5 separate regions of the Mus musculus genome follow, and all the other regions are linked to region 3. A link is a contact called in public promoter capture Hi-C data. All regions are on one chromosome and are shown on one strand. The core of a region is the stretch at or near the end of the contact, and the rest is flanking DNA. Distances in the headings are between cores, read along the strand shown. Region 1 holds the start of Itprid2 (ITPR interacting domain containing 2). Region 2 holds the start of Atp5g3 (ATP synthase, H+ transporting, mitochondrial F0 complex, subunit C3 (subunit 9)). Region 3 holds the start of Prkra (protein kinase, interferon inducible double stranded RNA dependent activator). Region 4 holds the start of 4930445N08Rik (RIKEN cDNA 4930445N08 gene). Region 5 holds the start of Ube2e3 (ubiquitin-conjugating enzyme E2E 3).

Region 1 (5,011 bases), core at 150-2,649, 3.0 Mb before region 3:
TGCCCAGAAGCAAATGCCAACCAAAGTTTAAAAGTTATAGTCTTCACACACAAGGTTTTTCAAAGAGCAAATAAACTGGGGGAAAAAATAGAAGTAAAACACATTTTACTTTAGTCAAATTTACTTGTAATAAAACCCATCTCCTCTGTATTTTATCAAACATTTTTGTGCAGGTTGCCAAAGTATGTAACTAAACAGACTCATAAAGTATGAATGCCTTCAAAGCTCCATTTCCTTCTGCGAATTCCAATGCCATCTGACAAAACCCTGTCCCAGGACTTAAACTCCAAGGAGCAAGTTGGCTAGTTTTAATAGGTCCCCAGAGAGACCTAAGGCACACAACACAAATTAAACCCCAGTTAGTGTAGCTAAGTAAATTAAACTCGTCTATAACACGTTTGAAAGGAAAATGATTCTATGCCAGATATGCAGATGCCAAAATAAAGAAAAATAAAAGGTTCTGTGAAACATCAAAATTATTTCAAGAGAAAGCACGACCAGCCAAAGTAGCATCACTGTGACCTGTTTTAGTTTCTGATCTGCTGCTGACATCATGCCCGGACTGCTGAAGTCGTCAACTCGGTCACCAAATAATCAGCGGCCACAGCACTTCCAGTTCTAATCGCTTCTAGAAGGAAGCTATCGGCCGGCTCACTTTCCGGTTCCTAGCTTACAGTGACCACGGGACCCAGAGACGAAGTCGAACCCCCTCGCTTCTCCCCCAGGCAACCCCCGCTTTACTTACCGGCAGTCTTTGAGCCATATCGCGATCTTCTCGTTGGGCACGTTTCCTGCGGGAGTAGAGCGAAGGGACAGCTCGTTAAAGACCCCAAACATAAGTACTCAGAGGCTGTGCCATCCTGACACTCCCTTGCAGGAGAATCTGCCCTGGCAACCCGTAGCCTCCGAGAGCCTTCCCGGCGCCCGACCCAGGGGAGCCAGCCGGCAGCCAGGTGCACATGCTGGAGCTGAAGCGCGGGTCACGCGCGCATTTAAAGTTCGGGGGCGTCCGGTCCCCGCGCCCGGTGGCACGGAGCACGCCACCTCCCTGATCGCACGTCCCTGTCCCGCGCACCGACCTCGCCCCGCGGGTGCCGGCAGCTTCGTGCCTGGGAGGTCCTCCTCGTCGTCCTCGTCCTCGTCCTGCGTCGTCGTCTCTGTGGACAGATCCTCGGTCTCCGACGCCTGCCAGGAGCTGCGGCACTTGGCCCAGGCCTTCCTCCTGCGACTCGCCACTTGCCACTCCAGTTCCTCCTCCGCCTCCGCCGACAGGGGTCGGTTCATGGCCGCGCCGGGGGCTCCGCGGGCCCAGCCCGAGCCTGCGCGGGACACAGCGGCGGCTGCGGGGACCCCCGCCGCTGCTGTCAGCGCCCAGCCGGGCAGGGGGCCCGGGGGAGCCAGAGCGGGCGCCGCAGGAGGAGGGGACAGGGAGGGGGGGAGGGAAGGAAGGGAGGGAGGGGCGGAGGGCCGGCGCTTCACGTGAACCCGGCCTGGCGGGGCGCAGGAGCGCGAGTGGCTCCGGCAAGCCGGGTAGGCGCCGAGCGCCCGCCCGGCCCGGTCCCGCCTACTCTAAGACCCCGCCCTGCCCCCTTTCTAGCCACGCCCCCGCTAATGCACAGTCCAGCCTCTCGCAGCTGTGCGCCACGCCCACGACGGAGGCCACGCCCTCTTCCGGTGGCGGTCTTGCCGGGAGGTGAGGACGAGAGTTGGGGCGGGGCACGTCCTGACGGGCTAGGAGCCGAACCGCCCCTTCGCGGTGGCCTCAGGAAAGAGCCAGATTTGTTTGTTTGTTTGCTTTACAGCTTTTCCTTCTCTCAACTCCTCTCTCGTCCAGAAATAGAGGTAAAGTGCCAAGGCCAAGTCTCATAAAACGCCCCCGCGTGCAAACAAGTGACTGGGCTGCTGAGACTTAATCAGTGTAGGATGCCTACAGGATTGGGCAAGGATGAAAGAGACGTGAGATTGTACTGTCAGCTTGTCAAAGCTTACCTTGGTGTTGCTCGCACATTTTGAGAAACCTGTGTGTCCTGGTTATGTGAGGTATGAAAATCCAGTGAGAAAAAAGTGGGTATGTCACATTGAAGCTGCAGACAAAAAAAAAAAAAAAAGGAAGTGAAGAAAGCGACCTGGGAGTATAAAGAAAGCTAACTGCTTGGATTTGGGACTTAGAAGATGTAACAAGAAGCAGGTCATGCCAAGCTTCTGAAACAATTCTTAAATCCCAGCTTCCTCCGTCCCCTTTATCATACTTGTATTTCCTATGAGGAAAAAAAGATTAAAATTCTATCCAGATTGAGACAAAGTGTTACATATCAAACAGTGAATGTCCTAAACCATCTACAGACAATATAGAAAGCTTCCAACATTTTATTGAACTCTGCAAGCAAAGTGAGAATAGTTTTTTGCTTTGGTCTATTTTTATGCTTTTTCTTGACTAAAAAGGACATTTTTACATAAATAATATTTTAAGGAAGAAATTTTCCACTTGAAATAGATATTTGCAGTTCATAAAAGTCCAAGTTAAGTGTGCATTCATAAATGAAGGAAATAGTTTTTGGAACACAGAATGTAGTGTCCTTGAGATGAGATGGAACCTAGTTTCTTGTGCAGGCCTTTGCACATAATCTATTCATCTTTAAAGTAGCACAGGGACCTTCCTGTCTTTGGTCCTTACTTCTTTCTAGCATGGTCCATATGTTTGATAGTTCCCAATATATCATTAATCATTGATAGAAACAACAACTCCTGATGGTTTATCAATATCCCCAAGACCAATTCCAAAATCCAAGCTGGCTTCCCGGAGCCATCCCAGCATTATCATGGCCCTCCTGCACTTACAGTGAACTGTAAGGGGAGCTACAAGGATGGTACCAGCAACTCAGTGACTTGACCTTTCACTGGTAAGGGATCATTTAGTTATTAATATGTCTTAGACTTTCAGGAGCTCTATATTAAGGATGAAGGTACCTCTTTCATATCCTTCCAATGCAGCTGCCTGTGGAATATGAGACAGATGAAAAGAAAGTGCCTAAAGAAGTGTTGGTGTGGTTGGTCAAAGGCTGTAGAGGACACTGGCTCCAGTAGTTTTATCCAGGGCCCTGTTGGATTCTGTCCCATCCATTTGCTGTCTCCAACTTCCACTCTGACACATCCATGTGCTGTGGCTGGTTCTCTGTCCTTGCTTTTTAAATCATTCCTGTTCTGTCTACTGCCTGCATGAACCAGCTGATCCGGGATGTCTTCACTCTGTGGCTCCCCCAGTCATGATCACATCCTATTTACAGTTCCTTGATGTACAACAGAATGTACACGCTGTTCATTGAGGGGAATGGATTAAGCAGTAAATAATATGATCAGATCCAGACAATATGTTTAGTTTACCAGCCACTTTGTAAACATGAGAGATTATGGACCATATTTTCATATCTTTCATGTATCCACAATACAATGCTGAGTCTACATAGAATACTGCCTACTCTTGAGGCAAGATGTCCGTTGCTATTGTTCTTCTTTAAATGAGACAAACTCGGGTTTTGTCTGCTTTGCGTTTTTTCTCCAATGCTTATTTTTTTTTAATTAGCTTTGCTTGTACTTTTAGAGAACAAAGAATTCTGGGGAAAGGCAGTAATGAAGTATGGCTTCTAATTTATAGGTCATTCAATCACAGTCAAAGAAAAAGGGAAGTAAGCCCAGAAAGTATAATTAGAGTATAGCAACTATAAACTCTGAATTAAGAATATTGTCTCATTTGTTGATGCTTATGAAGAAGAGAAATATAGTTATATTAATGGACAATTTAACCTAACAAGGTAGAGTGGAAAGAGGAAGGCTTTTGGTATCAGACTAAAGTTGAATGTTTTCCTTCTATTTTTACACATAACTGATCTCTCTGGATATCATTTTCTTCGTATGTGAAACTGCAATCATAACTACCTTACCAAGTTACTGCAAGGGTTTTAAAAACTGAAGTAGGTATTTATTAGGGCCATTGCAGTTATTATGTTGAAAAACACAAAAATAAGTCGATTTCATATGGAGGAATATTCTAATACTAATGAATAGCTTCTTCTATTTCCATTTTTATGTAAATGTTCCTTAAAAGCTTAATGAATTCAGGGGAGAACAGAAAACATACTCTGATTAAATAACAAAATTTCAGGTGGAAAAGCTTCAATAATAAGTGATATATAATATAAAAATTCTAACTTTAACATAGGCCTCAAAATTAGAAAATAAGATCTACTTTGACTGTAGTTCAATTGAGGCCTTTTGGTTCTAGTTAAGAAACTGTTTCAGTTATATTTATAAATTATAAATATATTTCAGTTATATTTATGTAAATCAAATATTTCAGTTATATTTATGTAAATCAAATTTGTATTAAAAGTCTGATCTGAATGGCAGAATTGTAGTTATATCAAATAATTTTTACCCTTTTTTGGGATAATACCACATATTGTATTGCTATATTGTCCACTTCTATTCAATATCTATCCTGACATTAGATGTTTGGAAATTTCTCAAAATATATTTTATGTGAGATTGGTATAAAATTTATTGTACAAATAAGACATCTTCAAGGTTTATGCTAAGCAAACATGACTTACTTGTACTTAGCCCAATGATTCTTAAATTCATTTCAGAAGGAAACCTTGTGGGCCCCTTTACATCTATTAGCATTTCCCATGATAGCAGGGGGGGATATTTTCCAAATAGAATGAAATAGAATTTAAGAAAAATATCAATCAATATGAATCAATAAACTCTACAGAAACACCCCATGATTTACTTATAAAACAAGTATAATAAATAAACTCTGCTGAAAGCTACTTAGTTTAATTTTAATCAGTTCTTTGATCTATTCCATTAAGTTATTATTAATCATTAACATTGTTTTGTTTTATTATTTCTAGTTTTGTACCTATTTTAAAGAAATAAAATCATATCGGGTATATAATTCAAACTATGTTTGACTTTACAGACTAGTAAAAATGTAGTAGTGATTGGTTTG
Region 2 (5,013 bases), core at 1,015-3,514, 2.7 Mb after region 3:
CAACCTGGATAAACAATAAAAACATCTGCTGTGTGAAAGACATCAGTCTTTAACTAGGTGCTGTGACCCAGGACTCTCAAGACTGAAGCAGGAGAATACAAAGTTCCAAGCCAGCATGGACTGTATGACTAGATCCAATCTCAAAATCCAAAACTTGACCTTAAGAAAAGGGCAACTGTCTAGCTGTGGAGGCACAAAACTTTGATCCCCACACCTGGGAGGCAGAGGCGGGAGGATCTCTGTGAGTTTGAGGCCAACCTAGTCTACAAAGTGAGTTCTAGGACAGCCAAGCCTACACACACACACACACACACACAGAGAGAGAGAGAGAGAGAGAGAGAGAGAGAGAGAGAGAGAGAGAGAAATCCTGTCTCAAAAATAACCAAGAAATGGGGCTGGAGGGTTAAGAGCACCACTGTCTGCTCTTCCAGAGGCCCTGAGTTCAACTCCCAGCAACCACATGGTATATCTGAAATCAGCTACAGTGTGTTCATATACATTAAAGAAATAATAAAAAAAGAAAAGCAGGAGTATGCTGTGAGATGCCTCAGTGGGTCAAGGTGCTTGCTTGGCCCTACACCTGTCGACCTGAATTCAATCCCTGGAATCCGCATGGTGAGGACAGAGCCCTGGCTCCCTCAATCTGTTCTCTGACCTTTGCATGCACACTGTGGCATATGCACCTATACACACATCTGTCTGCCCTCACATATGCACAGAATAAATAAATAAATGTAATGAACTAAAAGAAACAGCAGCTAGTTACAATGAGACAAATAATGCAGGACTTAGATGAAGGATCTAGAATAGTCAAGTTCAAAACAAAAACAATGGTGATTTTCTGAGGCTGGAGAAAATGCTATGGTTAAAACAAACAGACTGAGCAAGTTATAATTTTATATCTAAAAACATATCATATATACATACAACTAAATATGTATATAAAACTAAAGAAAAAGAGGCCTCAGATTTGAAAAGTCAAGAAGTGTCTAGGAGGAGGAGGGGGGAGGAAATGGGAGGGAGTGGTGTTTGAATAAAAAATTGGCCCCCACGGGTCCATAGGGAATGGCACCGTTAGGAGGTGTGGCCTTGTTGGAGGAAGTGTGTAACTGGGGGGGGGGGGGGTGCAGGCTTTGAGGTTTCAGAAGCATAAGGCAAGCATAATGGCTAACAGTGGTCTCTTCTGGCTGCCTGCCTTCTTCCTTCAGCTATTCTCAGCTCTGTCTCCAGCACCGTGTCTGCCTGAACACTGCCATGCTTCCTGCCATGCTGAAAATGGACTAAACCTCTGAAACTGTAAGCCAGCCCCAATTAAATGTTTGTTTGTTTGTTTCTAAGAGTTGCGGTAGTCGTGGTGTCTCTTCACAGCATTAAAACCCTAAAACAGGGGAGAACCTATGAGATTATATTATCTCAAAAAAACTATTTTAAAAAAATCAATAAGAAGACCAGACGTTGAACTACAGCCATTTATCTGAGACATTTCTGCATCCATCTGGTTTGTTCAAAGTTATCAGAACTGGGTGCTGAATAGATTTTGAAAACTATTCAGGCACTTTTTTAGTCCGAAATGATGATACATTATTATCTCTTAATTCTCCCAGTTATAATGGTGGAAGGCAGCAGAACACAGTGGTACATGGCTTTAATGTCAGCACTTGGAAAACAGAGGCAGGAGGATTTCTGTGAGTTGAAGGCTAGCCTAGTCTACAGAGTTGCAAAGCTCTTGAACCGTCATTTGTTCTTCCCAGGACTTCTAGGTAGGTCTTCTGAGAAAAGATTTGTCGTCTTAAACAAAAGCAAACAAACAAACAAACAAAAAACCCTGTTTTAGAGTCTTACAAAGAAATAATCCCGCTGGAGTTGGTTATGAAGAAGCTAACTACTTGGAAGGGTGAAAGTGGACGATCAAGGTTCTCCCTAACTTACATACTGAGCTCAAGGCCTGCCTGAGCAACTCACCCTGTTTGAAATAAAAGCCAAATCAGGGTCGGCTTGTAGCTCCCTGGGAGAACCCCTGCCTGGCACGTGCAAGGAGCGAGGCTCAGTCTGCGATAGCGACAACAACTAAAAATTATCTGCACCGTTAGTAACACTAACAAAGCCAAGAGTCGTCTTCAGTGTGCTTTTCATTTCACTGGCCGCCAGCCGGTCACGGAGGGGGCCTGTCATTGTCCTCCTCTGAGAGTTACCAATAAAGTTGTTACAAAGTGACCTTGAGCGTCTTCCCCCGCCTTCTCCATCCGGGTGCTGCGGCGCGGATAAGAGCCGCACCGCGCTTGCGCGCCCAGCCCCACTGCTTCGACCTCTGCCGCCGCCACTGCCGCCGCCTCGGGAGGTAAGCGAAGGTAAACGGAGGGCGCGGGGCCCGGGCCGGGGCGGAGCGGGTCTCCCGGCCCTGTCCACCGGGCTTGCGCTTCCCGGGCACGCGGCCACGCTGACCGCCTGCGCGGGGCCCCTCGGGGCCGGGGTGGCAAGGACAGGCCCCTGGGGGGGACACTTGACCTTAAGCCTCTTTTCGCTCCGCAGAGAGGAAGCGGGAGAGGAGCCCACGTCGCCTGTCACCTAGATCCACGCCGCGCCGCCAGGAAGAAAGATGTTCGCCTGCGCCAAGCTCGCCCGCACCCCCGCTCTGGTGCGTAACCCGGGCCTCGGCCCAGCATTCACGCCGAGGGACCGGCTCTCCTTCACCCTTGCCCCGATGTCCTCTCCTCCCTCCCTCCCTCCCAACCCTGGGGCCCGCAGACAGTTCCCGGCCATGTGTCCCCCCCGAGGCCTAGCTGACAGGCCTTCTGGGCGTAGGTCACAGCCTCCTTGCTCGTGGAGCGCGCCCCTCCCCCACCGCCCGGTCCCTATGGAGTTGGGGTCGACGCGAAGGTCGGGGTGCTGAGAAGTCAGGAAGGGGCAGCTGAGGCCTAGTTGCCTGCACAGCGTTTCCCGTGCGCGTCTGTAGGTCAAACTCGCCGCTGCAGAGGGAGGGACTTTGCTTCCTTGTGTGGGCGGAGAAAGGTGTTGGGGAGCCCCGAAGCTTGCTTTTTTGGAGGCTTTAAGTGAAGTCTGAATCTAAAAGATTTGTGCTAGAGAATCGGGTCCTGGTTCTGGAGGGATTTTCTGTGACCTTAGTGTCCGTGGACACTCAAGGGCAGAGAAGCCAGACTGCCAGATGTCCTTATAGTGAGAGTATTGCAACGGCTGTTAAGCTGACATCAAAATGCTTAACTCTATAGTAAATTTAGAATTAGTGGGTATTTAGGAATCCTTTGAAAATTGTAGGAGCTTCATTAGCTGCTGGACTGTTGTAAATGATCAAAATCATAGCGACACCCTTATGAGCCCACATAACTTACTTGAATTTACAGCACTACAGTTACTGAAACTTCCACAACACTCAGTCACTTGGTAACTAATTGGTCTTAGGATTTTTGTTTACAGATAGATTAAATAGAACATTCCATGGTTCATTAGCATAAAATTTTAGGTTGGCTTTGTGTATGCACAATGACCAAAGGCCATGCTAATTGCAGAGATAATAAATCTGTTCGTTCTCTTCTGCTTTCTCCTTTAGAGTTTAAAGTTGCACAAGAGGTCACTGAAGACTAATGTGTACTCTTTAGTACTTGAAATTCTTTCTTTTCCTTCCATTAATAGATCCGAGCTGGATCCAGAGTTGCATATAGACCAATTTCTGCATCAGTGTTATCTCGGCCAGAGACTAGGACTGGAGAGGTGAGTATTAATAACAGAAATTAGGAAACACTGTCAATAAGTCTTACAGAGTTGTTATCATGAAGGGGTGTATTAATGGGTGGTTTCTTTCCAGTTTTATTAAATAATACATAGAAGGTGAGCCACTGAGAGGAACTTTTGGCCAGCACAACCTTCTGAATTAGCAAATAAATATTTTAGGCTGTATTTATAGTTTTGAGTTATCTGTGTTTAAAATAGCCACGGTTATCCAAAAAAGCCTGCTTTGTTGAAAAGCATATTCATTATTCTGTTTTATACTTTTAAAAATCCTAAGAGGTATAGGTCTTGTTAACTATCTTATACGAGATAAGAATTATATCAAGCTCTTGGTTTTCTTTTTCCTTGAGCCATACAATTATTTATTCATACCAAGCTATAGTATAAAGAAGTTACTGGTTTTGGCACTATAGTAGTTAAAATCAATGTGATTACTGAATTGACCTTTGCCTTATTTCCTCTTCCCAGGGCTCTACAGTTTTTAATGGGGCCCAGAATGGTGTGTGTCAGCTGATCCGAAGGGAGTTTCAGACCAGTGTAATCAGCAGAGACATTGATACTGCTGCCAAATTCATTGGTGCAGGTGCTGCAACAGTAGGAGTTGCTGGTTCTGGTGCTGGTATTGGAACAGTCTTTGGCAGTCTTATCATTGGTTATGCCAGGTAATCATGTCTGTCAGAGTAAGGTGAAGACTCAGTGGGAAAGTAGACGTGGAAAGAGGGAAATGATGAAATAATGGTAGCCCTTTTGAATGAAGTGTCTGCTGTGTCTTGCATTATATTCTGAGCTGTGTGTGCACTGGTCACTTAAATAAGTGAGGATAGAGCTAGGGGCTAGGGAACACGCCTATAACTCCAACCAGTCAGGAGAGTCAAGGAGATCACAAATGTCAGGACCCCTCAAGGTGGTGTAAACTGAGGATTTATATTTGCATACGAAGATAGCTCCCTGACTTTATGCCACATGATTAGGAGTGGGTAAAATACTCTGAGAGACAAAAGCAAAGTGGTATAGGAGATAGCACCCCCATGAGACTTGCAAAGATCCCCATACTAGATATCTGACTCTACCATTTACCCAATGTGCTGACATCAACGTTGCTTCACAGTAACAGTCATCTGTGTTGTGTCTCTTTTAGAAACCCTTCACTGAAGCAGCAGCTGTTCTCATATGCTATCCTGGGATTTGCCTTGTCTGAAGCTATGGGTCTCTTTTGTTTGATGGTTGCGTTCTTGATCTTGTTTGCCATGTAACAGAAATTACTGCCTG
Region 3 (5,369 bases), core at 755-3,254:
CTAACATTAGGCCTGGATATGATCTGCAGTGGCCATCATCCAAGAGGAATTCTTTCACAAGTCCAGCAGGTGAATTTTGGCAGCAGAAAAGTACTTTTTGAAGCTTCACAGTGTACAGATCCTAACACAGGCATGTCTCTCATCCAGATTTTTGTATGCTTGTGAAACTATATGTTTAGTACCACATATCAATTCACAGACTATAGAGAAAAACAATTGGGTGCAGATCTCTATAGGGTCTTGAAGGCTTTTTAGTTACTATTACATTACATATTAAAAACTACTATGGAAGGTTCTAACTCTGAAACTAATAGCTCAGACTACATCAACTGATAAGAGTCCTGCTGAATTTTACCTCCTTTTTGTTGCTCATTGCTATCCAATTACTCTACCTATAAAATAGTTACATAAAGTTTTGGCTTATTTTCAAGGAAATTTTGTGAATCCATTAAATTAAATTCTAGAAACAAACCTATACTGTCTGGCCATAGGTGGTTGATATATTTTGAGTGTCTCTGTGGTTGTTACAATACGATATTCATTAACACATAAGTGTAATAGCATTATTGGATTGTAACCCGTGTATATTATACAGAAATAAAAGCGAGAATAGGCTTAACCTAAGCCCCAGTAGAATTCAATTTGGTTCAATTCCGGATATTTTTTCCTTGCTTCCAAGTGTTTGGGCTCTCATACAACCAAAACAAATTTCCATCACAGAACCAAATACTTTTGTACATCAACCTAAAACTTCCATTAAAAAACAAACAAACAAACAAACAAACAAGCAAACAAAAAAACCTTTTAGGAGTCTCTCAGTAAGAATATTTCTAGAATTCAATTCTAGAGCATTAAGTAAACACAGGAGCCATTGTGCAAATAGTTCACAAATTCTAAGACGCTCTGAAGCGCTAACACACCCACAACATACTCTGTAGGTGGAGCGTTCCAGGTTAACGTCATCACTCTCCATTGCACAGGTCAACCGGAAGAGCAATCCTGGAAACTGGTCTAAATATCCTTGCTATGCACTCCACCTCCAGCATCTCTTTGGGGATCCCACATGTTCCCAAAGCAGAGGTTCTAAACCTGTGGGTTGCAAGTCCCCTGGGGTTGCATTATAGTAGCAAAACTACAGATATGAAGTAGCAAGAAATAATATTATAGTTGGCGAGGGGGAGAAGGGGTTGTCACCACGACATGAGGAACTGAATTAAAGGGTCACAGCATTAGGAAGAATGAAAACCACTATCCTAAGCAGGTCACAAGAGTCCGCCAGACAGCAGCGGGCCCGCCAGACAGCAGCGGGCCCAGGGATCCAGGGCTCTTAAAGCCACTGGCTGCCCCTTAGCTGACGCTCTCGGGTCTCAAGTTTCGGGGCCAAGATCCACAATTTTCTTAGTAATTTACCATTCGAATTTTTAAATCTTTCTTAAAGTAGTCCAACCCTTAATCTTTTTTCCTTGCTCCTCAAACATGCTAGGCTCGTAGCCTACTACTAGCTTTCTCGCTGAGAAGGAAGCCACCTCCCTTTAAGGACAAAGGACTGAGGCTCTCTGCACCACTAAAGGCGGGAGGGGAAACTCGGGGAACCGAAGCGGGGTGCAGGCAGGAGCCGGGAAGAGCCGGGACATGCAATGGAGGCGGGGCCTAGAAGGGTGAGGGGCGGGGCCGGGCGCTCAGAAGCTTTGGAAGCGGAACGGGGGGTGGGGGGAGGCGCCTGCAGAGGCTGGGAAGAGCCCGGACTGGCAGAGAGGGCGGAGCCAGGTCGCAGGAGGGGCGGGGCCGGGCTCTGAGAAGCTCTGGGAACCCAACTAGAGAGCGGGCGGTAGCTGGGAAGGACAGAAACTTGGCAGAGAGGGCGGAGCCCGAGGAACGGGAAAGGGCTGAGCACTGTGGCAAAGTGGAGCAAGAACATCGAGGGGCTGAGCATGGCAGAGAGGGGCGGGGCAGAGAGGCTGGGCAGAGAGGGGGTGTGGCCGGCTCTTCCGCGCCGAGGCCCCGCCTCTCCTTCCTTCTCCTCCTGTCCCTTAGCTGGAGGGAGGCAGGCAGCGATTCGAGGGGCGTCCAAGCGGCAGCGCGGGCACGCTCCTCTCGGGAACTGGCCGACGTGGAGAGGGAGGACCCAGATCCACACTTCTCTTGATTGCTGTGGCCAGCCGTCCCTTCTCGCCATGTCCCATAGCAGGCATCGTGCCGAGGCCCCGCCGCTGCAGCGCGAGGACAGCGGGACCTTCAGGTCAGCGCCGGGCCGTCGAGGCCTCAAGGCCCAAGACGGGTGGGCAGCGGGGCAGGGGCAGGGAGCCGGCTGTCGGGCAGCATTCTGGGTAAAGCTCCCCCCTCTCCCGGCGTGGCGCTGGGCCCGCCCTCCGGGCCCTGGGGGTCTGCTGCGCGCCCCGCCCCTCTAGTGACCCTAGGCAGCTAGCCGATCGGGAGGACTTGATCAGTGTTGAGGCGCAGACCCGGGTGTCTAGCTGCCTAGTCCAAGCCCACCCGATTTCTTTCAGCATCCCTCCCACCGCTCTCAAGTTCTCTGTACAGACCTCTCCACTCTCCTCCATGGGCTGCAGCACCCGGGGACAGGTGCTCGCCCAGGCCTTGCCACTGATCCTGGCCGCTGGGGAGCTGCAGAACCTTTTTGTCACCATTTGTGACTGTCAAAACTGAGAAGTGGATGCTTTTGCTTCCCTTTCAGCTTTGACGTGCAATGCCTACGTTTTTTTCTGGTTTTTGCAGTTTGGGCAAGATGATAACAGCTAAGCCTGGGAAAACACCGATTCAGGTATTGCACGAGTACGGCATGAAGACCAAGAACATTCCAGTTTATGAATGTGAAAGATCCGATGTGCAAGTACACGTGCCCACTTTCACCTTCAGAGTAACCGTTGGTGACATAACTTGCACAGGTCTGTATGCAGTTAATTCCCCATGACCATGTGGATTGGAGGCCCTGATTCTATGTTGCTTTTCAGTAAGGAAAAGCGCCCTTTTAATTAAGATGGCTGTGGGAGTGTACTCTGAAGACAAGAGACTCCAGGATCAACTTCATTTGTTTCGCTCCCTAGTTCTGTCTCGCTAAGATGTAAGGAAGCTCAGACACTCCCAGCATCCTGCACACTTTCCAGTACCTGGGGAGCCGGCTAAAGTTCCTCTTAAGAATTAAAAACTGGAAATATTCTTGGAGCTCCGATAGCCAAGTCCGTGGGTGCTATCGCCTTTCAAAGTTACAAAGTTACCAGCGCAGAGGCTAGTAGCCACGCCGTCAGAATTTTCCGAGTTTCCCTTTTTATGGACACATCTGGAACTTCGGATTCTTGGTACCTACCACGCTTGAGTGTGTGTCCATGAAAAATCAGGGAAACATAGAAGACTCCCATACTGTATTCCTTCAAGCTGCAGCGCACAGTAGCTTCTAGTTCTAAATACTATATAAGTATTTTGTATAAAATTGTTTCCTCTTTTTATTCATGAAGTGGCAACTTTAAAAACCTTTTCATAAGCTACATGCCCAAGGTCACACACCAATGAAGTTTTAAAGTTCAGATTAATGCCTTCTTTTAGTCTAAGCCTGAGAAAATGGTTACCAGAGTTGCCATTTGTAAACGTGGACATTATTTTCCTACATACCTATTTAGCTGAAAGCATAAAAATTGTTAAATAGTTTAATTTGTAAATATACAAAGAAAAATTAGAAAAAGCTAAAGTTCCACTGTCTGCTAGTCTGAGCATATCATATATTCAAATATGGGGACCTGAGGTTGCCTATATTTATTGGAGCAACTTCAAAAAAAACCTGAAGCTTTTTAAATGTTTGTGTGTGGGGTAGATTGGTTGTAAGTATGCACTGGAAGTTTCCTTATGGAAATACACACGGTTAGAGTTGCGTTGCTACTTTAGCTGGTCATTTTTCAAATATTTGGGAGAAATGTTCAAGAAGAAAAGCCATTTTCCATTTTAGTGCATTTGGGTTAGAGATGAGCAACCTATTTCAACTGCTCTACCTTAGATCCCTCTCATACAGCCCTGTCTTCCTGTCGTAACTTCTCAGCCTTCCCCGCTTCAACTACTATCTAAAGACTATAATTCTGGAGGCAGGTGAATTTCTGAGTTCAAGGCAGTTCTGGTCTACAGAGTGAGTTCCAGGACAGCCAGGGCTATACAGAGAAACCCTGTCTTGAAAAACAAAACAAAACAAAAAACAAACAAACAAAAAGACTGTAACTCTGAAATCTTTGTCTTCAGCCAGGAACAGACATATCTGCCTGTGTGCTTTCTGGGCATCTTTGCTTGGGCATATTAGGGAAAGACATCTCAGACTCTTGTCCTGAACTCAACCATCTTTTCATTTAAACTCATTTTTCTTTCTTACATTCCTTTTCCCCCCGCTGGGAGGCACCAGAGTCAGTTGGTCAATAGAATTTTGAGGTTGTCTTGCTGACTCTGTCCTGTCCCCTTTTCCCCCTGTCTTTGTGTCTATGTTGCCATAAATCCCTGTCTTCTGGACAACTGTTGAGTCAGCATCTCTCTTTCTCTTGCTACCTGTGCTCTAGAACAGTAGTGGTTCTCAACCTTCCTAATGATATAACCCTTTAATTCAGTTCCTCATGTTGTGGTGACCCCAGCCCTAGAATTATTTTGTTACTACTTAATAACTTACGAAATTACATACTCCATTTTGTAGCTACTTCATAATTTTGCATGAACCATAGTGTAAATACCTAATCCTTGGAGTCAGGGGAGGTATCAAAACCCACAGGTTGACAACCTCTGGTCTAGACCATTGTTATCTTTCTCTTGGACTAAAGTTCCTCCCATCTTGTAACTGCTCTTTCAACTTGGAGTCTTGTGGTGTGCATTCTCTTCACAACAGCTAGTGTTTTTCGTTGTGTTTTTGAATCAGAGACTTACTATGTAGCCCAAGCTGACCTTGATTTTTATTTTATTTTATTTTCCTCCTGCCTCAGCCTCCAAAACTCTGCGCTTATAGGTATGTACCACCATTGCCTAACTCCGAACACTTTTTCTAGCATTCAAATTTGTCTCCCTCTTTTGTTTGTTTGTTTTTTTGTTTTTGTTTTTTGAGACAGGGTTTCTCTGTATAGCCCTGGCTGTCCTGGAACTCACTTTGTAGACCAGGCTGACCTCAAACTCAGAAATCTACCTGCCTCTGCCTCCCGAGTGCTGGGATTAAAGGCATGCACCACCTTGTCTCCCTCTTCTTTTTCTCTTCTCTTCTCTTCTCTTCTCTTCTCTTCTCTTCTCTTCTCTTCTCTTCTCTTCTCTTCTCTTCCTTTCCTTTCTTTACAGTCCATTTAGTGACCTCCCCATCTCACAAACTTTTAAAACAAACCCTAACTTGCTAGCATGAT
Region 4 (5,483 bases), core at 562-3,061, 2.1 Mb after region 3:
GCCTTCTAACACTGTGAACATAGAACACTTTTTAACTTGTAGTTTTCTTCCCACTCCTGTTGGATGCTTTATTGTAGCTATGGTATGCTTCCTCAGTACTTAACGAAGGGCCTAGTCCATAAATACTCAAAATCATCCTGGAGTCTGCAGTTTAGCAGTATATCCCATGTTTAGTTCTGTTTGTCTTTCCTGCATTGTCCTGTGACACACTTCCTTTTCACTTTCTTCATTTCTTTCATGGTACTGCGGACTAAATCCTGGGCCTTGTATACACTAGATAAGCTTACTACCATCTAGCCATATCCTCGGTGGATATCCTCTCCATTTATAAGACAAATATAAATATAGTGCTGTCTTTAGCACTATACATATTTTTCTACTTTGTTTCCTCACTTGAAAAATACTTGGGAAGATTTGAGAGATGATTTAGACTTTATGTTTCCCTTTCAAACCTGGCTAGGCTAACATTTTTTCTCATGTGATTTCCCTAGAAACTTTTTTTTCAGGATTAGATCTTTTAGAATCTTTGCCTCTAGCTAGCTCTCTTCTCTCTGTCCTGTTTTATTTTTAAACTCCCTGATAGCTCAATGAAAAACCCTAGGACAAGTATTAGCAAGAGTCAAAAACAAAACAAAACACAACAACAACAACAAAAACAAACAAAACTTTCCTGTTCCCTTTAGGAAAGATCTGAGACAAGAGGCAGCACGAGTTTTATGTTCTTAGAAACTACCAAGGCTGGGAAATAAAATGGCTAATTTTCCAAATAAAAACTGGTGAAATGTCTGTTTACTTTCTTCCACATTGGTGAGGCGATACATGGCACACTAAAGTTTAGCTCTCTCCTATTCTTTTAAGTTTACAAAGCTGTAACTGAAGATCTTAGAATTTAGGGGATTATCTTACAAAGTAGATACTATGTCTATGCCTTCTTCTCTGCTGGTGTTGTCAGTGTAAACATAGCATATTATTATATCTATTGCACTTTGAAAATCAGAAACATTTTCTTCCTTAACTAAAGAAGAAAAACCCGTAAAAGTGATTGAACACAGAACATAAAAGCTTTTGTTGAAGTTTCCCTCCTAATTTTGCCTATGGAGCGCCCCCACCCCTCCCATTGAAGTTTTGTTATTGATACTTGCAGTTGACTGGAATACAGCCTTCTTTAGGTCGTTTTCAATTCTTAGGGAAATACAGCACTACTGTTTAAGGGGCCCCAGTTATTCAGAGGTTTTGGAGATTGTTAAGAGTGTAATTTTGGAAAGCTCAGCCTTTGTTGCTACCCCTTAGCTTGAAAAGACCATCCTTATCATTTCAAGTTCTTCTCATGCTGGTGAGATAAGCGCGTAGTCATGAAAGGACCCTTTTTGACGTCCAAGAGCAACAGAAACAAGCCTAAAGCCCTCATGGGGTATGGCCAGGAGGTGTTATGTATGATGTCTGTCTGTCTCTCTCCACTTGCTTGGCTGGGATGGCTTCTGAGCTATGCAATGTAAACTTTTTTGCTGCCTTCTGGATGACAGCTGATCTGGGATCTCAGGTACCCTCTCTTTTCCAGACACACAGGTCTCGACCTTCAACGTCCCTCCCCTTTGTCCTCCCCACTCTTCTCTCGCTCAGAAGGTCTGGGACAATCAGGATCAGTTTCTTTTCTTGGCGAGACTGGGGCGTGGGAGTTGTTCATGAGAAAAGGAGGCAGAACTAGTAAGAGTCAGTCGGAACCGCCCTACCCTGTGGTGCCCCGAGGACCGACAGCCTACACTAGCGCGGAGGATACTCAGCCTAAATCCTCCTGCCACACCCGCCGCTCTGAGGCACCAACGGCTGGGCCGGCCGGATCACGTGATGGGGGAGCGGCGCGCGCCGGCTGCAGCGCCCATTGGCTGGCGGCAGGAGCGCGGGGTTTGATGGGAAGGCATTGGCCGGGCCCAGCGCTCTATCTGTAGGTGCTGCTGCCTGCTCCAGAGGCTCTACGCGGTGGCGACCCAGGCTTCCCCGAGTGGACGCCCAGGCCGAGCGGCGCCCGCTTTTCTCAGGTAGGACTGTGAAGGGAGGGCCGCGTAGACGGAGGCGCTCCGGACAGCGGGAACCAGTCTCCGGGTTCCTCGGCGCGCCGGCCCGGGTGCCTCCGCCCCTGCCAAGTGGCCTAGAGCTTGGTGGCGGCTGGGGAACACGCCGCGGGGCTGCTGCCCTCCGTACACTGTTGCCGCCTTCTCTCGTGGATCGCCCTGAACAGCGGCCCGAGCGGCTCCGGAGCGCACGAGACCCGGCTCTGCCTCCCCTGAGGCCGGTGTTCTTTCCGGGTATGTTCTCAGGGATTCCGCGCAGTGGCTGTTTAGAGCCCGAGCCCTTGGGCCCCCCCTGTGTTAAGAAGTGTCAGAAGGTCCCAGAGAGCACATCCCTAGCTGAAATATCCACCCTGAGAGCCCCGATCACCTCCGCGTCCACCTGAGCTGGCACGACGGGAAGGTCTGAAAACTGTCAGTGTCATGCTGCTCCGTCCGCGTGTGGGCGTGGATTGTGAGCGACTTAGAGGAGCTGCTCCACAACCATTGTCCTTACTTATTGGAGGGACAGCGACCAGTCTGAGGGGTGGGGTAGGACGAAGGTGCGTGGTGACAGGAGCGACCCGGGAAAAGCAACTCCAAGGGGCATCAGTAGGTTTAATTCTTTGATGGTGTGTTTGCGGACGGAGAGTTCGGATTGGTGAATTTATTTCTGCGTGCAGTTTTAAGCAACACCTGCGACTCACTGAGTTTTCAGTGTTCTGTTCTTACTTTTTGGTTTCTGGTTTGTGGTGCTTAGAGCCTATTGTTTTCTGTCTCTGTGGCCTCAGTCTTAGCGTTGACAACATTGTCTAGAGGTGTGATGGATGTGAGTAAATTTAGTTACAGGCATATATATGTTCAAGCTGGCAGGCAGGGCTAATACCTAGTTCCCAAAGGTCTCCATAGTGCCTTCTTAGAAGAACAAAGTTGATTTCGAATACGAACCTTAAGCAAGAGTGGTTCATTTAAAAGTGAAGTTTTAAAAAGTTCCTTGACATCTATTGGGGTCACCATAGTAATGATGTTAATAAATGTTTATGGTGTTTATATGTTGGAAGAATGCTTGGATAGGTGACTCTAATAAAGGTATGAGTTCATATAGAAATCTCCCTGTCAGTCTTTTTTATTTTTAATTTTTATATTTATTTATTTTGTGGTGGTCATCTCATATTAAAAGTGCTTTTAGAAGTGTGCTTACCATTTTTTTTTTTTTTTTTTTTGGGCAATAAACCTGGTGTAAGATATTTCAGAGTTGCCTATTTGGACATTTGAAAGCGATTTCGAACAAATCACATTTAAACCCAAATTGTGTAGTATAATGTGGAGATGCTGTTAAAGGTGACTAGTTTATATTTAAGTTTGGAATCAAAGGTTAAAAACCACAAAACTCCATTTCTTTTGTTGTTTTCTATGAAGGCTTATACGTTTATTATAATGGGAAGTGCTTGAAAAATACTCCATTTATTTATTTCCATGCTAGGGTAAATGAGAAAAATATTTTTAGTAAAAACACAAACTTATTTTATACTTACAGATTTTAAATTATGAAATAATTAAAATATGCACTCATTTAATGGAATGTTAGGCACATGCTTCATTTAGATATTACATGTGGTTTTGGTAACAGCAATAGTAATGGCTAAAATTACCTAAATACTATGTGCTAAATACTGTGCCAAGTGATAAATAAGTTCACTAAATTTATACAATTCCAAGGAATGTAAATATTCTAACTGCTTTATTAGCCAAAGCTCAGAGTTTAAGAACTCTCTAAGTTTAAGATCATATAGCTGGTAAATGGCTGAGCCATGTTTTGAATCCTTATCCCATTGTTTTAATGTGATTTGAAGTGAGTTGAGAATTCAAGAAAAACACTTAGGTCTGAGTGTGAATAACAGTGGAAAACATCATCAGTATGGTAGAGGGCTGGAGAGCTTGGGGGCACTCAGATGACCCATATGGTGGGTCACAGCCATCTGTAACTCTAACACCCACTTCTGACTTCCCTGGGCACAAGGCACACACATGGTGCACATACATGCAAGCACAATACTCATACACATGAAAATAAATCTTAACCCCCCACATTTAGATGCACTCAGCCCTTAAGGTCATACATGCTAAGTCCCATTGTGATATCAGAGCTGGAAAGAGACTGCACTTGTTTGGGGACAAGCTGCCTGAGGAAGGGAGTGATTTATGCTTCAGAAGGAAATGCTAGAGTCAAGAAAGTGAGATGGATTAGAAAATGGCAATAAGTACATCAAGAAAAACAATTATGGGTAATGACTATGTTATCAGGTACTAGGGTAAGTCAGGACAGAGTTAAGCCTTTCAACACCCTAGAGGATTCTATCTGTCTTTTGCAAATAAGGAAATTGAGAAACAGGGATATTTAATGTTTTGGCTCCTTTTTTTTTTTTTTTTTTACAGTAAGTGATGGTCAGTCAGAATTGGAGTAAAGGAAAGGACAGCAGCAATGGGTGTGATTGAGAAATGAACTCAGTACTATAGAAAATAGCCAATCTTCCTGTGTTTTACATCTGTTAAAAAATACTATCATATGTACATTATAGTAAATCAGCTTTAATACTACTAGAATGTGATAGAAAAATTTCTGAAGCAGTAAGAATCGATTGTTGCTATGCTTATGAGAGCATGGATTTAATGACTATGACTTATATCTCAGAGGGTAAATGTAAAAGCACAACTTCTTGCTTCAGGGAGCCTGGAGGCTAAATCATTGTTTTTTAACAGCAAAACATTTTCCAAATAAATAACTGACATAAAATAGGTATTCATTATGAATTACGAGCATATTTCATATGCTCATTTAAAAAATAATATGCAGTAAAGACTATTTTAGGCTAGTTGATCTAAAAGTTCTAACGGAAACCCTAGGAATTTAGCAAGCCATTTAGCTTTTCTCAAATGCAAATGTAAGCACTCAGATTTAATCTGGTAGGGATTGGGCTACCTGATGCATTCATTGCCATAAACACTGTCTCTTGTTTATAACTCATTTTCTATTTTAGTAGCTTTGCTTACCTACTATTTGAGAAGGTTCAAGGAACTCTCACATATTTTATTTAACTTTGTTTTTATTTTTCTGTTTTATGGTGCTGAGAATTGAGCTCCGGGATCTACATGTACTAGACAAATGCTCTACCTCTGACCAGCATCCCCAGCTGTTTATATTGTATACATAGACATTCTAGCCTATAGAGCTATATTCCAGCCTATGCTATATAAGTACTCTTCATTTCTGACTTCATGCTGTTTGGAATGATTGGCTGCATTAAAAAAAAAAAAAAACTAAAATAATGTGTCTGACTTTGCTGCCTAGTATCTTTGGGGCTTAGCATATTACTTCTGTAGCTTCAGGGTCTTAATTTGTGAAGTGGAGGGGGACAGTATCTAAATGATAAAATTCTT
Region 5 (5,185 bases), core at 1,682-4,181, 2.2 Mb before region 3:
GCAATATTTTAGCTGCCAGAAAAGTTTAAAATGTATAAATATCTCTGCCAATGAAAATTTCAAACTGGAAGTCAACAGAAGTCATATGAGCTATGAGTGTCTTCTCTGATTTTAGATACACCTTTAAGGGTCAATAAACCTGCAGTAGGGAAGACAGATAAATATGTAGGCTGAAGTATAAGCAAAAGTCAACTGGCTGGTTTTCTTCAAATTCAGGGCATTTTTCAAAACTGAGAGCGTGCTTAATACGTTCCTCCAGGAGAGTGCAACAAACTGGACACTTCAGATTATTTCAAAGGCTGTTCCTGGTTAATAAAATACTCTAAAGCTGCTAGCACTTCAGCGATGGTTTAGATCCAGACAAAAAGTTTGAATCACAATAAAAATGTAACATATGATCAGTCTTTACATTTTTCTTCCTCCATTTATGTCCAATAAAAACCAATGAAACACCTGTCCTGGGTAAGGCAGGCACATTTCACCTTAATCACTAGTTTCTCTAGGTATCCCAACACTGCTACCACTTGGAGCCCCATTGACAGGATCTGTTCAGTCACCACAGAAAATAGAAGTCAACAGAGAAGAACTGATCTCTCACTTGGACTCAGAAATGTTCCCCCTGTTGTTAACCTGCCAAGCTCATCCACAATGCTGGAGCTACGCAGAGGAAGGCCGAGGGTGTTTTCAGTCACTGGGTGACACCTAAACTGTAACAGCTACTTCCGAGTTGTATCTGCCCTCACGAGGAGGTGGGATAGCAGTAACTCACTCAGTCACACCTGTGCCACATGATTTAAAGTCCTCTTCTTACAGATTGTAAGCCAATTTAAAGCACACATTAAGAACTGCTTCCCACTAGAGCCAAGCCTGGAGTTTACCAATTTTCTGGTAAATATTGTTATTTCTGACAATTCCGTTTTCTGGAGAGAAGCTCTGCTGATCTCTAGAACTGTCAACTTCACTCACACATGACTCACAGAAGGAAACCTCTCCTACAAGCCATTTCACTGGGACTCACCAGATTTCCCTTGCCAAGCCCTTCATCTGTCAGAATGAGTGCCCAGCTCTTCTTGAGGCCATCCTCGAGTCACCACAGCACAGAACAAAGTCTGCTGGCTTTAGAGTCGATAGTTGCAGGGAAACTGCGTGGCTATACCACACACAGAATGACAGCCCACTCAAGTTCACATACGTTTGATGGAGAACTATTTCTGAACTATTGCCACTGAAGTTAAGCCAGCAAAAGCCACCAATGGGAAGGGGACCTGACCGTGTGAGTCCTCCCCTTGTAGACATTACCTTTTAGCACTAGTGGATAACTTAGCAGTCGTTTTGCTAGAGAGTTTGGTGTTTTTCTTCTGCTGGGTGGCAGAAGGTTTTCTTTCTTCCTGTTCCTCGGGCTCTGGAGCGGCAGGGTCTCGCTGATCTGCATCTGAACTGCCACTGCTGGTGCTAGGGCTCTCATCATCCGACCTTTGCCTGTCACTGGACATCTTGGTGAACTTATCTCTGGGAAAACTTCTAAGGAGAGAAGAGACCCATGGAGAAACATTAGATCTTTAAAAAAAAATAGCAGCATGCACTTCTCAATAAGCACCTTTGAGAGTATTTTATTGAAAAGGATTCGAAAGTCCCTGTACTTAGGGTGCAGCACGTTACAGGGAATCTGATACGTATCATAATTTATAATGCAGGCGTTGAGGGATTTACCAAAATGCAAGTTGGAAAACCCACTCACATTTTTTTCCCATCCCTTGGACAATCTATCAATTGTCTACTTTCTCAGAAGGCATGAAACAGATTTGCCAGGGAACTTGGGCAACGGGCATTAATAACATATGACAACTGTAAATAACAGATCTCGCCGAGAATGTTCAGAAGTCACTAATACCGTCTAAATATTTACAGGCTGACACCGGTCTGAGCGATCAAATCCTCCTTCCCAGAGGAAAAACATACCCCGTTAGTCGCCCATATGCTTATTTACGGTGACGGGGTCCTCCCGTGCGCACCGAAAGCCTTTGAACACAGCACTCGAATTTAAAAAAAAAAAAAAAATCAACTGGCAGCCGCCCCACAGCCGTCCCCACGGCCGGCGGCGAGGATTCACCGGGCCGAGCCCGAGCTGCCACCCGGGGAAGGGCAGGCTCCAAACTGCACCTTCTGCAAAGCTCCCGGTGCCATCGACGTTCCCCGCTCAATTCCTCCCTCACCGACCGACATTTTGTTATTTTAAAAAAAAAAAAAAAAATCCGCAAAGCGGCCAAAACCCCGAGGGCAAAACAAACAAACAAACAAAAGCCCTCCCCCACCCCCCACCCCCAGAAGTGCAACAAATTGGCGCGGCCCGCCCCGGGGCGAGCACTGGGCCACGCAGCTCCGCGGTCCTTTGTGGGGAGGGCCGCGCAGGGGACCGCGCCACTGCGCCCGCCCGCCGGGGGATGCGGGACCCGCCGCCCCGCGCCGCTGACTGACTAGCGCGGCGGACTGAGGAGCGCGGCGCCCGGCGCGAACAAAGCTGCCGCCCCCGCCCCCGCCGCCCCCCACGCGGGCCCCGGCCCCGCCGCCTTACCTCGGCCGCCCGCCCGGCCCGCTCGTGCGCCGCTACGCTGTGGGGGAGGGAGAGCGCCGAGGAACCTTCCTTGAGGAAATGGAGGCAGCCTGGGGGGGGCACCGGGGGGGCGGGAAAAGAAGCCGCCGCCGAGGCTCCGGCCCGGGAGTGTGGAACATCGAAAGTCGCAGGCGGCCGTGCAGTGCCGCGCTGCGGCCGGAGGGTGGCGCCGCCCCGCGCTCCGGGAGCCACGGTGGGGTGGGCGCTCTGCCGGCCGAAGGCGAAGGCGCAGGGACGCGGGAGCCCCCCGCGCGCTCAGCCTCCCGCCGCTGCGCTCGGCTCGGCTCGGCTCGGCTCCTCCCGGTCGCGCAGTCAGCAAGTTCCGAGCGAGCGGGCGGGCGGGGGAGGGGCGGGCGCGGCGGCGCGCGTGCTCGCTGCTTGCCTGGCGGAGGGGGCGCGAGCGGCTCCCGCGCGCCCCCGCGCGAGCGCGCTCCCGCTGCGCCTTCTTTTTTTTTTTTTTTCCGCCGGGTGGGGGGTGGCGGGCGGGGGGTGGCGGAGGTTGGGGAGCTGGGGGGCGGGGGGGCAGATGCGCACGCGTCCGCCCGCGCGCGGCCGGGACAAAGAGCGCGGCGGGGACCGGCGGGCTGGCCCCTGCGCCCTTGGCCGCCGAGCTCGTACTGGAAGAGGAGGACGAGGAGGCGGGGGCGGGGGCGCGGTCTCGCGGGGCCGCGGGTGGCTTCCGGCCTGAGCCCGCCTCCGGGCCGACGCTGCCCAGTGGACTACCCGCCCCTGAGGTTAGGGGCCGGCGGTTACCCCGGGAATCCCGTACCTGAGCGAGAACCCTGGCGCGTGACTGGGGCTTCCCCGGTGCCCCGAGAGGCAGGCGATGAATGGTGTTATTGAGGAGGCCAGGCACGCAGGCAAAGGAAAGCTGCTTCTGGCCCCTCTGAGCTGAAGGAAGTAGCAAGGTAGAGTCCTGGGCTTCTGAGCGAGGTGAATAGGATTTTGAGACCAGGGGACCTACCTCGGCTAATCTCTGGCTCCCGTCCTGCAATGGCGCTGCCAAAAGGGGACTGCCCTCTGGACGCTTTGGAAACTTACAAAATCCCAAACTGTGTTTTAAATGTCCCGCTCAAGATGTAAAAAGTGGAGTGAGGAAGTTTAGGGGCAATAACCCGATGTGTCTGGCGGCGGGCTCTGCTTTGCGAGAGAGAGAGAGAGAGAGAGAGAGAGAGAGAGAGAGAGAGAGAGAGAGAGAGAGAGAGAGAGAGAGAGAGAGAGACCACTTCTGGATAGAGAAGCCATGGAGGGACTGACTCTATATGACACTGTCCTCATTAAAAGTTTTAGATAGGAATCAGGAAGGTTGCTGGTTTACTCCTGCCTTGCTTTTTGCGGAATCTTCCAAGTGGAGTCCAGTTTTGCCCCAAGCACAAAATAGACAGAAGTCCAGAAACTTCCTGTTTGCCGCTCCTGAGACCATGTTCCAGTGATGGAACCTCGAAGGAATTTGTGCATTCCTCTCTCAAGAGTGTTCAGGGCCAGGGGTCCTGGGAGGAGGAGTTCACAGAAGAAACTAGAATGGCGGAGCCATAAGACATGAGCCAATGCTCAAGAGAAAGGAAAATGAAAAGAAGTGAGCCAACATACTATTTTTCCTCCAAATAGAAGAGCTTTGGTAAAAAAAAGAAAAAAAAAATACTCGAAACTATAAATAAGTCACATCTGTAACGTTTCAAAGATACAGATTCAGTGAACTTACACAAGCGAGCTATATCCTGGTATATGCTAAGCACATAAACTGCTTCGTGTGTCCAGAGCCGTCTCCTTACTCCCTCCCCGACAAGAGCTCTGCCAAGTGACTGGAAAGAGACCCCATTATTGACATTCACCTGGATGGGGAGAAGGGTGTTCCAGTTTGAACAGAGTCATGTGTGAAGAGGGATAATGGTCTGTTTGTGGATCAATCCCCCAACACTTCGATTTGACAGAATGAAAGGGAGCAGATGGGCAGGGTCTGAATCAGACATCTCCCAACTTTACATTAAGTAACACTCTTAAGTAACTTTACATTAAGTAACAGACACTGCTTGAGTAGCAGGCAGCCAGTGTTGAGTCTGGGCATTGTTGTGGATGCAGCTTGGCTGTGTGTTAAAAGGTGAGAGGCTCAGGGAAATTCAATACCCTAGAAATAGCCTGAAGGCCCAAAGGCTAATTGTTAACAAAAAGTCCATGAATCTTTGGCGAGTTTGGTTTCATGGAGCCCAGATCGATGGAGTATTTGGGAACTACCAAATTCTTAAGCAGTTGGGAATGCACTTGTTCTGCTCAGTGTGTAGTTGGTCAGAAAGCAAATAGATAAAGACTAAGAAATACTGTATTACAGGAGAAAGAAAATGAGATTGGAGAGTGAGAGCAACTGTGTACAAAGTAGAGAGGTGTCCTGTGCTAGGTCCACAGGACCTAGAGAGGTGTCCAAATATGTGACAACCTTTATGTAATAAAAGTTTCTTTAAAGTTAAACAACTGAGTTATTAATGCAGCTCAGAGTTGTGGTGATGGGCTTGAACCAAGACAAGTTATATTAGACTGAGCCTGGAGGGATCTGTAGGCCTGGAGAAAGTATATACAATA

The links. Promoter capture Hi-C pulls out the DNA fragments that hold promoters and counts their contacts. Capture Hi-C pulls out chosen DNA fragments and counts their contacts.
Region 1: a contact with region 3 is called in a promoter capture Hi-C map of pre-B cells. The contact joins the promoter of Itprid2 here to the promoter of Prkra in region 3. A contact is called at or near these places in 3 of 39 promoter capture datasets (the 3T3-L1 cell line, liver and pre-B cells), 1 of 115 datasets of contacts at active chromatin or transcription factors (astrocytes) and 1 of 9 other capture datasets (liver).
Region 2: a promoter capture Hi-C map of adipose tissue shows a contact between it and region 3, with 3 times the contacts expected there. The contact joins the promoter of Atp5g3 here to the promoter of Prkra in region 3. A contact is called at or near these places in 1 of 39 promoter capture datasets (liver) and 2 of 9 other capture datasets (adipose tissue and liver).
Region 4: a promoter capture Hi-C map of liver shows a contact between it and region 3, with 6 times the contacts expected there. The contact joins the promoter of 4930445N08Rik here to the promoter of Prkra in region 3. A contact is called at or near these places in 3 of 39 promoter capture datasets (liver and pre-B cells), 1 of 484 Hi-C or Micro-C datasets (CD4 T cells) and 1 of 9 other capture datasets (liver).
Region 5: a contact with region 3 is called in a promoter capture Hi-C map of pre-B cells. The contact joins the promoter of Ube2e3 here to the promoter of Prkra in region 3. A contact is called at or near these places in 2 of 39 promoter capture datasets (liver and pre-B cells), 1 of 115 datasets of contacts at active chromatin or transcription factors (astrocytes) and 1 of 9 other capture datasets (adipose tissue).

Annotation. Positions count from the first base shown.
Region 1 is chr2:79,631,813-79,636,823 of GRCm38.p6, reverse strand. Itprid2 (ITPR interacting domain containing 2) reads right to left here and starts at 1,399. Exons shown (of 18, transcript NM_080558.4): 1 at 1,080-1,399; 2 at 746-791. The coding sequence starts at 1,284. Gm46751 (a long non-coding RNA gene) reads left to right here and starts at 1,762. Exons shown (of 2, transcript XR_001783386.2): 1 at 1,762-1,842.
Region 2 is chr2:73,908,577-73,913,589 of GRCm38.p6, reverse strand. It overlaps Atp5g3 (ATP synthase, H+ transporting, mitochondrial F0 complex, subunit C3 (subunit 9)), which reads left to right and starts at 2,264. Exons shown (of 5, transcript NM_175015.3): 1 at 2,264-2,338; 2 at 2,530-2,635; 3 at 3,649-3,726; 4 at 4,213-4,406; 5 at 4,883-5,013. The coding sequence starts at 2,597. The coding sequence ends at 4,997.
Region 3 is chr2:76,644,662-76,650,030 of GRCm38.p6, reverse strand. It overlaps Prkra (protein kinase, interferon inducible double stranded RNA dependent activator), which reads left to right and starts at 2,004. Exons shown (of 8, transcript NM_011871.3): 1 at 2,004-2,239; 2 at 2,737-2,906. The coding sequence starts at 2,175.
Region 4 is chr2:74,575,372-74,580,854 of GRCm38.p6, reverse strand. 4930445N08Rik (RIKEN cDNA 4930445N08 gene) reads right to left here and starts at 1,811. Exons shown (of 2, transcript NR_166470.1): 1 at 1,731-1,811. It overlaps Lnpk (lunapark, ER junction formation factor), which reads left to right and starts at 1,907. Exons shown (of 13, transcript NM_027133.3): 1 at 1,907-2,036.
Region 5 is chr2:78,866,793-78,871,977 of GRCm38.p6, reverse strand. It overlaps Ube2e3 (ubiquitin-conjugating enzyme E2E 3), which reads right to left and starts at 2,931. Exons shown (of 6, transcript NM_009454.2): 1 at 2,573-2,931; 2 at 1,300-1,521. The coding sequence starts at 1,493.